2 separate regions of the Sus scrofa genome follow, and region 2 is linked to region 1. Evidence: chromatin contacts called from public HiChIP or PLAC-seq data. All regions are on one chromosome and are shown on one strand. The core of a region is the stretch at or near the end of the contact, and the rest is flanking DNA. Distances in the headings are between cores, read along the strand shown. Region 1 has its middle 28 kb from the start of ZSWIM2. Region 2 has its middle 54 kb from the start of CALCRL.

Region 1 (6,628 bases), core at 2,573-5,072:
TATTCTGGTTATTTGGGGTCCTTTGTGGTTCTATATGAATTTGAGGACTGGTTTTTTTTTTTTCTATTTCTGTAAAAGCACCATTGGGATTTTGCTGGATATTACATTGATTCTATAGATAACCTGGGATGTATGGATAGTTTAACAATGTATGTCTTTAATCCATGAAGATGGGATCTTTTTAAAATTTATTTGTATCTTCTTTATTTCAGCAATGCTTTGCAGTTTTAAGTATATGTGTTTCTTCTCCTTGATTAAGATTACTCTTAAATATTTTATTTTATTTTTTTTCTTTTTTAGCTGTACCTGTGGCATATGGAAGTTCTTAGGCCAGAGACTGAATCTGAGCTGCAACTGCAACCTATGCCACAGCTGTGGCAATACCAGATCCTTAACCCACTGCACCAGGCCAGGGATTGAACCCCTGTCACTACAGAGAAAATGCCAAATCCTTAACCTGCTGTGCCACAGTGGGAACTCCAAGTATTTTACGTTTTGATACTATTGTAAATAGAATTATTTCCTTAATTACCTTTCAGATTGCTTATTGTTAGTATATAGAAACAATAGATTTGTGTATGTTGATTTTGTATCCTGCAACTTATTGAATTTGTTTAGGATTAAAAGTTTTCTTGTGTATGTGAAAATGGAAATAGAGGTGGGGCACAAGGAGATTTGAATGTGAAATGATCAGTATTCTGCTTAACAGAACATCCTGAGAGAATGAATAAACTTGGTTAGGAATAAACCAACTGTAACTTAAATATAAGTAAAATTATATATTTGTATTTATAAACAAGTTCACAAAACTTTTAGTTCTTACCTCAATGTATTTTAGATTCAATTTCCAATAATCATTGTGTGTTAATTCCTTTGGTAAAGAACATTTGCCATAATGATTACAAGAGGATAATTTATTGCCTGTTATGCTTTTCTTGTTACTTTCTTAAGTTTATCATGGTATGGTTTCGTTGTCTGGAAGGACTGAAATTTGTAGAAGTAATTTTCTAGTGCCAAAACAAAGAAGATTAGTGGTGACAGTTTTCTAAAATATATGTTTCCTAACAGAGGCAACCTTCATAGCCCATTTCCTTTAATGATATCTGGGGAGGATCTGATAAGCTTTATTCTACTTTACACAGGTTAAAGGGCATTGTCTTCCCTTTCACTCTAGCAGCCAACAACAAAGCCAGGCATATGTTATCACCATCACACAGGAAACTTCAGACTTGCTTGTGTTAAACAGAGCACAAATACAGGAAAAGTGTGAGGCAGGTTAAAAGCTGGTAAAACTGTGCTAAGAGAATATTATGCTAATAATATTATGAGACAGAGTGGGAGATATGCGATCAGACTTCAGCATGAAGTACTTAGAAATCTTTAAACATTAAAAACTCTACAAAAAGCAGCCATTTTATCTTCTTAACTTTGGAATGATGACCCCCATTTAAAAAAAAATTGGAAAATAAGAGTTAAATTAAAAAATTATGTCAGGAAATAACACAATTTCTCAAAACATACAATTAAAAATTTCTTAATAATTTGAAAATTGTTTCCTTCTGGATTGTGTGATAAAAATTCCAATTGTATTCTCTTATTTCAAAAGAAAAGGGGATTTCCATTTTGTGGCTAAACTTCTGTCATAAGTAATTTGTGCCTTTTGTAAGCTAAAGGACTCATTTCATTCAGGGATTTTTATTTGTATGTATATATTTTTTTGTCTATTTTTTTTAGAGCCACACTCGCAGTATATGGAGTTTCCCAGCTAGGGGTCCAATTGGAGCTGTAGCCACCGGCCTATGCCAGAGCCACAGAAATGCCAGATCCGAGCTGCGTCTGCGACCTACACCACAGCTCATGGCATTTCAACCCACTGAGTGAGGCCAGGGGTTGAACTTGCAACCTTGTGGTTCCCAGTCAGATTAGTTTCTGTTGTGCCATGACGGGAACTCCTATTTGTATATTTTAATTGGGGTATGGCATCTGTTTTTAAAGAGTTACCTGAATCATGGTGGATATATTCTAGAGATATCTACCAGTGTGATAAATGTGTGTGTCTTCCTATGGCCATGATCAGGAAGGATCATGTCATGTGGATGGATTTAGTGGATAACGTGCTCTTAGCATAGGCTAATTAAATGTTAAAATACCAACTTAACTATTTACAGGGAATAGTTAATTGTGTTACATAGGAAGTGCCATGGTTCTATACAAATATAGGAACCATTTCCAGTTTAGACTCAAGCAGGCAGAGGCTGTAGACTGCTGAAGAGGCTTAAAATAGTTCTCATCCATGAGTTCCCACTGTGGTGCAATGGGATCAGCATCATCTCTGTGTCGCTGGGATTTAGGTTAGTTCCCCAGCCTGGCACCATGAGTTAAGGACCTGGCATTCAGCTGTGGTGTAGGTTGAAACTGCAGCTGGGATCTGATCCATGGCCCATGAACTCCCTATACCACAGGGCGGCAAGAAAAAAAAAAAAAAAAAGAAAAAAAAATCTATCATCCAGGCATCAGAGCAGAATAATGTTGGTTCCCTGCCAAAATGAGGACAGAGACAACACATGTTTAAGATAATACTAGAGTTAATAAATAAAAGTACTGTAAAAACAGTGTCTTAAAGTGCATTTTTGTGTTATAAAGCACACTAGGGCTGTGTGATATCTATATTGCTATTTGTGCTGGAAAAAAATATGTGGGTTGTGCATTTTTGGTCTTAGGAGCCCAGGAAAGTTCTAATAATCATACATTGATTGTCTTCTCTATTGCTTATGAAGAACCAAACACAAAAACCCTAAATAGGGAATTCCCATCATGGCTCAGTGGTTAACAAACCCGACTAGGATCCATGGGGATGCAGGTTTGATCCCTGGCCTCGCTCAGTGGGTTGAGGATCCAGCATTGTCATGAGCTGTGGTGTAGGTTGCAGACATGGCTCAAATCTGGCATTGCTGTGGCTCTGGCATAGGCTGGCAGCAATAGCTCTGATTCCACCCCTAGCCTGGGAATTTCCATATGCCATAGGTGCAGCCCTTAAAAAAAAAAAAAAAAAAAGGCCCTGAACACACCATACTTTATCAAAGTGCTTGTCATCATCCCCGGAACATTACTGTATGCCCACTGATACTAAAAAAATGACATTTTATTATTGCTTTATACCTTCTTTCTTCCTTTTCTTTCCTTCCTTCCTTCCTCTCTCCCTCCCTCCCCCTTCTTCCTTCCTTCCTTCCTTTTGTCTCCCCTACATCTACTCTCTGGTTTACAGGAGAGAATTTGACAACAAGATTTTTAAAAAATCAAACATATTGAAGCTATTGTGGATCTTCTGCCATAGAGAGTGTAACATGGAATAAAGAGTCATTCTTATCTTCACAGGAGTAATGATGTTTTTAATAATTCTACATCTAACTCTAACTTTCTATTGATATTACCAGCTTTTTTCTTTTTACCATTAAAGAATTTCATTTTTCTTATTTATGGCTATTTTTTTCTGACTAGTTTACCATCGAGTGAGTATATTTAATGTATTATTCCGAGGAATTTTTCTTGAAAAACCATAATATAAAGAAAAGGGAAGCCTACTACCACATCTTGATTAAAAAACAAACTCTGCCCTATTTTTATTTAGGACAATCATCCATGAAAATATCAAAATACAGACAGAATATTACTTAGCTAGTTTTGTGCTGTGCTGATGTTGGACCCAACAACAAAGAGAAGAATCTTTCTTTGCTCTAGCCCAGATGTTACGAGGCAGTTGAACTTGGGTCTAACTGACCCAGGAGAATCAGTTGGCTGCTACAGTGGCCTTGCTTCTGGCTTTGTGGAGATCAAGGAAAGCCCTTTCAGCATGTCTGAGGGCCAGATTCAGTGTGTCTCAGGCAAGCTGGGGAGCACTTTGGCAAAAATCTCCTGAATTGTGCAACCTCTGACTCTGTTTTTTTCCAACATTTCCCTCTCAAAATCACATGCTTAAATTGGGCCATGCAGCTGTGTGTGGGTGGAGTGCTTATACTCAGAGCTCTTAGATCTGATGGAGCCTGGTTGGTGATACACTATTTCTTACCCCGCCCCCATACTGAAAACTTCAAAAGTAATCCCTTGAGGTAAGTTGATAACAAGATGTAAATGTGAAAATAGGGTTTGCCTTTTCTTGGTTTCATACATATGTAGTTTGTAGTTATCAGACATTTTGAAGATGTTTCACTTGCTTTTAGAAACCTAACAACAAATGTTATATGCCAGTAATTTTGTATCAAAGAATATCAAACTTAAAGTCTACATTTCCACAATATTAATTTTTAAATTTAAAGTTTTACAGAAGCTATATTAGAGTATTGACTATTGAAATTGAAAAAATAATCCTTCATATTCCTTGATTAAAAATACATTTTGAAACACTCCTAATTATACTTGCCACTGATTTTCTTTGAATTATGGAGCAGATGTTTTAGCACATGTAAAGAAGGATTTGATCCCTGGAACAAAGTTAATCTTGCAAGTTCAAAGAATAATGTGTTAGAGAGTAGTTATCATGGTCCCTAGGAATATTATTCTGTGGCCTCATGGAACCAGAGAGGTTATATTTTATGATTGCTAAGTTTACTAGCTGCCTCCACCTTCATCTTCCCCACATCCTCCAGCCCCCTCCCAGTTAAAGAAGAGACTTTATAATTAGGTTAAAAATGTCATGTGCAATATTGTATTGAATATCTAAGGTCTTTTTGCCAGGAAGAATAGAATGCAGCAACAAGAATTTTAAAAAAGTTACAGGAATATTAATGACACTTATGAAACTACTGTAGTAGATATGATTTAATCCAATAGAACTCTAATTTTAGAACTATAAGCCAAGCTTTATGAGAATGACTTCACCGAGATGACAACATAGCTTGTTTCTGATTTTGCTCCCCTCACTAAAGGAACAACCAACAAACTATTCAAGAACAAGACACCATGAGAATCTCAGAACCCAGGGGTGAGGCTGAAACACCTTCCCTGCACCACAGAGACCAAGAGAGACCTCAGTAGAGGGTAAGGGAAGCAGCTACAAGTTGATGACATTCTCCTTCTCTAGGCCAGCACAGCACCACAAGGAAAGGAACGGTCTCTCTGAGCCTCTGTTCCTCCAGGGGGAAAAGAGAACCCTGGGCAACAACTAGCCACCTCCCCCCAGTATTGTGGGTCTTTTTGTTGGAACACATACTCTCATCTTACACCATAGGGATTGTAGTGGAATCTGCAAGGTATCAACTACTGGGAATTGGACTGTGATGGAGAAGCGGGGAGGGGTATACCATTACCAGCACACAAATCTTGGCAGACTGAGTTCATATCTGCAGTGTCCAAGCAGTAATCCCGACTAGTGGCTTTGCTCATCTGCAGAATGTTACATTCTGACAAGGGAATTTGGAAGGGTGCAGATCTACCTGATTTTGATTCTCAAAAGAGGAGTTTTGCCAGGCCTGACTTGATTATGCCCAGGGTAGGAGCTGAGTCATAGCCTCACCTGCTCTAGAGAGTGCCTCCTGGTTCCTTGTGACCAGGGGGTCTGGTGAGAGCACCAGGAAGCTGTATAGCCCAGAAACCAGAAGCACCCAGTACTGAGGTAGGACCTATGTGACTGGAGGGAGAGAAGATATAGGGAAAGAGGCAGATAAGAATATACAAAAAGCACTAAAGGGACAAGGTGTCTGCTGACTGTGTCAGGACTTCAGCTGCTCTGTGGCTTCTTGGGCATGCTCCTGAGTGCAGTGGCAAAAGCAGTCTAATAAGTGGAATGCTATTAGAAAAAAAAGCACAGGATCTTGGGGTAAGGAAGAAACTGTGAACAGGAGCTATATATAATTCACCTTCTGGAAAGCCCAGGAGGCAGAGAAAACCTCAGCTGTAACAGTACCAATGAATGGTCTGAAGGCAATTAGTAAATATTTAAAGAGGTGTCTGATGCTTCAAATGCAAAACTATAAGGAACATGAAAAAATCAAGGAAGTATATCATCACAAAAAAAGGTAATTCTCCATTAACTGAACACAAAGGCATGGAATTTTGAGATCTAGCTGATTAAGAATTCAAAATAGCAGTCTGAAGAAGCTAAGTGAGCTATAGGAAAACTCAGAAGGACAATTCAATGAAATCAGGTGAAATATACATGAAAAAAATGAGATATTTACCAAAGAGATAGAGATAATAAACCAAGCAGAAATTCTGGAGCTAAAGAGATAAATGAATGAAATGAAAAATTCAATAGGGAGCATCTGTATCAGAGTACAGAAAATGGAAGATGGAATAAGTAAGCTAAATGGTAGGAATATAAAATGATAAAAAAAATTCTAGAGCCTACATGATGTATAGGACCCCATTAGCAAAATATTAGAATAATTGGTTCCAGAAGGATAAGAGAGGGAGAAAAGGGCAGAAGGTTTATTTAAAGAAATAATAGCTGGAACCATTTAAAATCTGGGAGAGATTTAGACATCCCAGTTCATGAAGCTAAAAGATCACCCTATTATCTTAATGCAAAAAGACCTTCTCCAAAACACATTATAATGAAACTATCAAAAATCAAAGATAGAGAATCCTAAAAGCAGCCAGAGAGAAATTATTAAGACCTACAGAGGATCTCCCA
Region 2 (6,628 bases), core at 1,947-4,446, 330 kb after region 1:
ATTTTCTGAAACTCCTTTAGTATCTGCTTGCTCCCAAGATCAGTTACTTGGGAAGCCTCATCTTACAGTTCAACACAGGGGTACCATACCATACCATACCATACCCATACCATACCATACCATACTGTACTTACTATACTATGAAATCCATCTAGGGGTTTCAATCATTTTTATTAGATTTATTAAAGTTTTATATATCTAACAGTCCAAAATATTTTCACTAAGATTAAGATTTTCTCCCTTTCTTGCAGACACACTCTCTCTCTATTTCACTGAAGGCACTCACTCTAAAAAGTTATCCCATGGACAAGAAAATGGGAAAACATGAAATGATAACTAACACAGCTGAGAATGATGCAAGTTTCAGAGCTATGCATGATCTTTTCCTTTCTTTTCACGAGAAAGGGAATGATATCAAATTAATCAAGTGACTGTCATCATTTGCTACTTAATAAGTATTCATCCCCCCCAGAACACTGAAAGTAATTTGAGGTGATAATGATTCTATTAATAATTTTTCCAGATTTTTATTTTCTAAACTAGAATAGATCTTGAAATGTCTTAGAGATCTTGGATGCTAACGAAAGCTTTCATTTATTTTGATAAAAAGGAAACTAAGTCATTTTATTTTATAATTTAGGATCTGTATTTCAATAATTTTCCCCTGTTGCTGCTTCTTTCAGTAAAAAATAATGTTTAACAGTGAAATGATTCAGGCCTTATCCTTTGAGAAATCGAAATGGTTTTCTATTTGGCATTCTCAAATTCTAAATGCCTGCCATCAAGTTTGGCAGAACTTATTTAAATTTACTAAACCTGTTTGATTGCTGATTTTCTCACACATTTGGCCCTGTATCTCCACTCCGAGCTTTGGCAACTGCCCACCATCCTGAGAATATTGTTTTAGTATACACATCTCCTTTAATACACATTAATGGTGGTTTCCCCAATTTTTCTCACTCTAGTTCCATCTATACTCTGTCAAATATCACCCTTTCTTTCAATATATAGGCTAAGTTTGAATGGAATGGCAATGTTTAAATGAATAGGCAAAGACTTGGTCCAGGAGAATGGAATGATGTTAGAATTCTGAGGTGGACATCAATTTCTAGAACATTGTGTAGAGAGTACCATATATGTTGATTCATAGCCACACTATCTTTTTTCATTTCAGCTCTTCCCTATGCATCTGTCTCTTCCTTCTTCTAGGGAGAATTGCTAAATGTATAGTCTAATCCATTAACACTCACAAATACAACTCAAGAGCTAATGTTAATGAAAAATCTACAGTCACAATGAAGAGAGACTGTAAAACAAGAGTTTATCACCATACAATCTTGAAAATACCTTTGGCTGAGATGAAAGAGACATGCTCAAGAGGAAATTAAAGACTCCAGAGGCAGTTAATCTAATTTGGAATAGGACTAACTGAATTATGAAGGCAAAATCAACCTTCAGGATTTAAATGAATTATAAATACAAAGATCCCTTCACTATTCATCAGTTTATATCAAGATATGCAATTTGATTTAAAAATTTCCTGTCTTGGACAGGTTTCTGAAAAGTGATCTGAGTAGGAATGAGGAATAGAATGAGTTCTCTATTGTTACAATGGATCATTCATCACTCAGAGGTGAGACTTCACATGCATGATATGCTTAGAGACACTGAATTTTGAAGGATATGGATTTGAAAATGCATCCTGACTTTTAGATTTCTTTTCTTAATCAAAGTAAAAATGTTTTATCTTTGATAATGGTGTTGATGTTTTCTACTGATGTATTATTATTGTTAGGAAACCAGCTGTTTAAGATTTAAATCATACCATAGAGTTGCTGTGCTCTGATAGCAAGAAAATCATTTGAGAATTTCTTTTAATATGTTGGATCTTCAGGTTCTTCTGAACTATTAGTTGCCAACATTCCTATAATATTTTAAAATAATTCTAGGTTTTGATTTTAAGAGCTGCCTGTTAGTTCTTCAAAGCAATGCTGTTGCACTCATTTAAAAACGAAGTCTTTCAACTAGTTGAATCAGCATTGCCTGGGAATATATTCAAAATGAAGCTTCTTGGGTACCCCCAGACTGACTGAATCAGAAACTCTGGGGATGGGGTTAATTGGTATTCTAATAAGCTCTCTGAGGATTCTGATACATGTTCAATTTTAAGAACTACCCCTCTTCTAAACTATTGCTTGTCACTAATTTATGTATCTTTGAACCCCTTGACAGTATGGTAAAGCCTATCAACCTTTTGTCAGCATAATATTTTTAAATACCCAAAGTAAAATATATAGGTTGTCAGAGAAATAGGTTATATTGAAATTTAATTATCCAAATATTAAAAACAAATTTGTGATACAATAATACATGTGCTTCTTTATATATTTAACTAACAAGTCCAAGGGCAAGTCTAATTACTATCATAGTTTAAAATATTGGTGATCAAAAAGTTATTTCCAGATATCTGTAACAATTACATGATATGACTGTATCTGTGATTTGTATTGGTGAGAGTCACAGGTATTACTAATGCTGTTGTGCTTTATGCCTACGTTCATAATTGAAGGAGATATTGAATTTCAGCCAGCAGTTAATGAAAATAAAAATATGAGTTTTTTTGTGCATATAAATTCATGTATCCCCTGAATTCTATCTATAAACCCTCAGGAGAGAAGCACCCTTGTAAGATGGGTGATTTTTAGCTCATCTAAAGTATGCTTATCTTATGATCTGATAAATATAATACATTATAAACAACATAGGAGACAGGATGTGAATCAAATGTGTTCTAGAAGCCATAGAATAAATTGTTCTCCCCCAGAGCACCTTGTGGCCTAACACCTGTGACAGTGAAAGCACAGCTGATTTAATAGTTTACTGGAAATTACCAGCAGTGCTACATATTTTCCTGCTTAATCATACAAGACCTTCGTTTTCATTATAGTTTTAAATTCCTTCCCACATGCTTTGTAAATCTTTAATTGTCACTTTATGCATTCATTGATACCCCCTTAGAACCTCTTAGAGCAAGTTTTCAACTTTTCACATTGTCATTGCTAGCTAGCTCCCTTTGAGGAAATGGATGTTCAGAGATCACGTAAACAAGTCAAGGTCATGGAGTTCAGGGCAGTGACTCTCATTCAGTTCCATATTTCTGGTTCTGTGTTCTGACCTTGCTGGTTATGGCTGGAGTGAGGCAGGGAGCCAATGAGACCTGGGCTGCCACGATTTGAGAGAGCTGTGTGGCCATATCAGTTGAATGAAAAGAACAAAAAGAATTCTATTTCAGCCACTGATGAAAGACTACTCAAACAGGAAATAATCAGAGTATAAAAGGAAGAATCGACTTTCATCATGAGACAGAAGAGACAATAGTCTGCTAGAAAAAAAAAAAAAAAGTTCCTATTTTGTTTATGAGACATTGTACAAAGGAATTTTTACCAGTTTCTCATTTTGGAAGCCATTATTTTAAACCCATGTCTTTGCCTTTCAGCTCCTTTTATTTGACAGATTCTTACCCTAAAGCTTGATTATCAAATGACAGTAAAAGGTTTCATGGAGGGCTTTCTTATAAATATTTTCTTCTATCTTTTCTCTTTCTGTTATGAACAGTTATACTGTTCCAGTATCAAATACTGACACTTTTCTAGCTTTAATTTTATATTTTGGAAACAGTATGATATTGACATGTTTTCAAAACTCAGTTTTATTAATCAATTGAGGATTGCCTCTGCCTTATTGATTCAACTATATTTTTTAATAGACCAGGGAAGAGAAATATTTTTTGAGTGCCTACTCTGTGCCAAGCTCTTACAATATAGAGGAAGCAGTGTAATACAGGAAATAAGATAACACACCCGATTGGGCAGGTGGGTAGAGGAAAAGGAAGTCTCTGTAGATGTTACAGCTATTCAGGAAGCCAAGGGCTGGTGGTGAGAGCACACAATAAAGGGACTACAGTGCTCGTAAGCATCTTAGTGGGGTGTAAATATCTGCAAAGGATCAGCAGTAGCAGGAATCAAAGTATGTTGGTCATGCAGAATGCTAAGTTTTCTCTTTAGCTAGGGGTCTGTAGGTAGCTGCAGGAGGAAAATTTAAGATGAAAGGTAGGGTAAATCTGTCTCATGTAGACAAATTGAGTATTTTTTAATAGGTGAAAGGGAAGGGAAAGTAGTATTTTCCATTAGTTTCTATTTTTAATTAAATTTTATTGAAGTATAGTTGATTTACAATGTGTTAATTTCTATTATATAGCAAAGTGATTCAGCCGTACATATACAGCTATCCATTCCCATATAGATTATCACATAACATTGTATAGATTTCCCTGTGCTATACAGCAGGTCCCTGTTGATCATCCATTCCATACATAAAGGTGTCTTTGCCATTCCCAAACCCTGATCCATCCCTCCCCTTGCTTCCCCTTTGGTAACCATACATCTGTTTTCAAAGTCTATAAGCCTATGAGTAAATAAGTTCACGTGTATAATTTTTAAAATTCATATTTAACATACAAAATATCTACATTTGGAGGATGAACAAAAGCAGAGAGGAGGAAAACTTGCAGTTTCTGTGCAGGAGGTAGTGGGAGGATCTTTTAAGGGAGGGGCTTCTTCATGAGAACCAGTGTCTCCAGAGAAAGAACAACTGTCCCCCCAAACTCTGATGTTTAAAGCACTCTCCAGGAATGCAGTAGAAGTTAATGCCAGGAAATGCAGAATTTTCAATGATCTTTAGAACAGTAGTGAATCTGGGTTTGAAAGTATATCAGTGGAAGAAACATAACTTTTGGAGGAACTCTGTTGCAATTCCACTTAGCAAGTCAAAGATTATTTGTTACTTTCAGAGGTGGCCCATACCTCATAGAACTGTGCAGTATAATATGTGATTGCTAAGGGTTATTAGAATAACATAAATAAAACTAGCTGTTTTTGTTGTTATTGCCAAGAATTATTGAGTTATGACTGACTTAATGGGTAAATTTGGGGTTTAGCGTGCATAATAAAAGAATGAACTATATCTGTGGATAAAGAAGAAAAGGAAAAGAAAGGTTTAACTGTTTAATATGTGCTTTCCAAATGGGGTCAGGGAAGGTTTAGAGAAGTTATTAAGGGAACATATAATTCATTATCCAAACTAAGAAATGTTTATTCTAGGAAAATAGCTCAGGCTCTTTCCTAGTATCTGTGGAGCCTGAGGCAAGGTTACAAATTAAAGCCCGTATATTTCACATATTCCAAGTACATAAAGGAAGGCACAACATGTTTAAGTAACTTTTTATATCTATCTTTACACATAAATATTCAAAACACCCAAGAAGATGTTTCAAATTCAGATGTCTCTGAATTCTCAGGATCCTTGGAATTTTGTGCAGTAACATGCCAATATGGTGTGAACTAGCCCCTGGCCTCCAGAAAACTCTCTTCTATCCATCTCTAGTTCCCCTCTGAAGTGATGGAGCCTCTCCTGTGGATGTAAGTGCAGATTTTAGCCTCAGTTCTGTTCACTTCTCAGTGTAAATACCCATCTCATGGCCATTCATTGAGACTGGGAATGAGCACAGACAAGGAGAGGTCCATCATCAGAGAGAACAATCCAGCCCAAATCATAAAGTTCCTGGATATGAGCATAAGCTATTTGGACTGAAAGCTCTAGTGTCCCAGGGTTCTCAGAATAATAGTTAGAAGGCAAGGGTTAAGATTTAAGTGGACATACTTTGTTTTGTTTTGTTTTGTTTTTGACTCAGATAACTGGTAACAGTGAAAGAGATCAAGCTAGGGTAAAGCCAGAGTTAATAGCTTCCAAGGTGCTGGGAGAACATTTCTCCTTGTTCATGGATCTGAGGCCAGTACTGCAAATTCTAAGCTGTAATTGATGCCAGGACAAGCAACAAAACTAGTCTCAAGGAAACAACTATATACATGATTACCTTAAATTTATGGAGCAAACAGTGGAGTGTAAGCTGCAGTCTGGAAAACTCTCCTGGATGTGTAGACCTGAATAAAATATGTTTTGTTTTGTTTTGTTTTTTTGTAGAAGGAGTTCTTTGTTTAGTTGCACAGATGAAGAAGATTCTTATACACACTTTGTATGATTAAGTAACAGTAAAAATAAGACCGATACAATTGGGTAGACTTCCTGGACACAGAATAAATACAAAGGAGAAAAATGACTCTAGCTTCATTTGTTACACGAACACAAAGAAGTAAAAGGTGAAAGTAACCAAAATGAACCTTAAAAGAAAGAGAATTTTGAAGTTTGTGAGGAAACTGGGTGTCCTCTGAAAAAGATGAAGAAGATAGCCAACTGCAACTGTCTGGAAAAAGCAATGACAATTTTTGCAGAACTCACTTCAAAGGGAGCACTGTCTGATTTACAGAAGCAATGCTAATTTTAGTTATGTTTTGCTCGCTTTATTGTGAGTTAATGGGTTGTACACAGAGAACTTCTAATGAAATAATGGAGTGTTATGTATTGAATGTTTGTGTCCCTCCCAAATTCATATGTTGAACCCTTAACTCTGGAGTGGCTATATTTGGAGATGGAGTATCTAAGGAAGTAATTAAGGTTAAATGAGATCATAAAGTTTGGGCACTAAAAATATAGGATTAGTGTCCTTATAAGA

The links. HiChIP or PLAC-seq counts read pairs in DNA pulled down with a chosen protein or histone mark.
Region 2: a contact with region 1 is called in an H3K27ac HiChIP or PLAC-seq map of alveolar macrophages. The contact joins two enhancer-like sites. A contact is called at or near these places in 2 of 2 datasets of contacts at active chromatin or transcription factors (alveolar macrophages and skeletal muscle).

What each region holds. Positions count from the first base shown.
Region 1 is chr15:91,889,674-91,896,301 of Sscrofa11.1, forward strand. No RefSeq gene overlaps it. Among named protein-coding and RNA genes, the nearest start is that of ZSWIM2, 28 kb to the left of the region's middle. Within about 2 kb of position 3,823, at least 10 of the 83 cell types and tissues checked have an H3K27ac peak or open chromatin away from gene starts, as enhancers often do. A contact at or near this core is called in alveolar macrophages, where this site is marked.
Region 2 is chr15:92,222,590-92,229,217 of Sscrofa11.1, forward strand. No RefSeq gene overlaps it. Among named protein-coding and RNA genes, the nearest start is that of CALCRL, 54 kb to the right of the region's middle. Within about 2 kb of position 3,197, at least 4 of the 83 cell types and tissues checked have an H3K27ac peak or open chromatin away from gene starts, as enhancers often do. A contact at or near this core is called in alveolar macrophages, where this site is marked.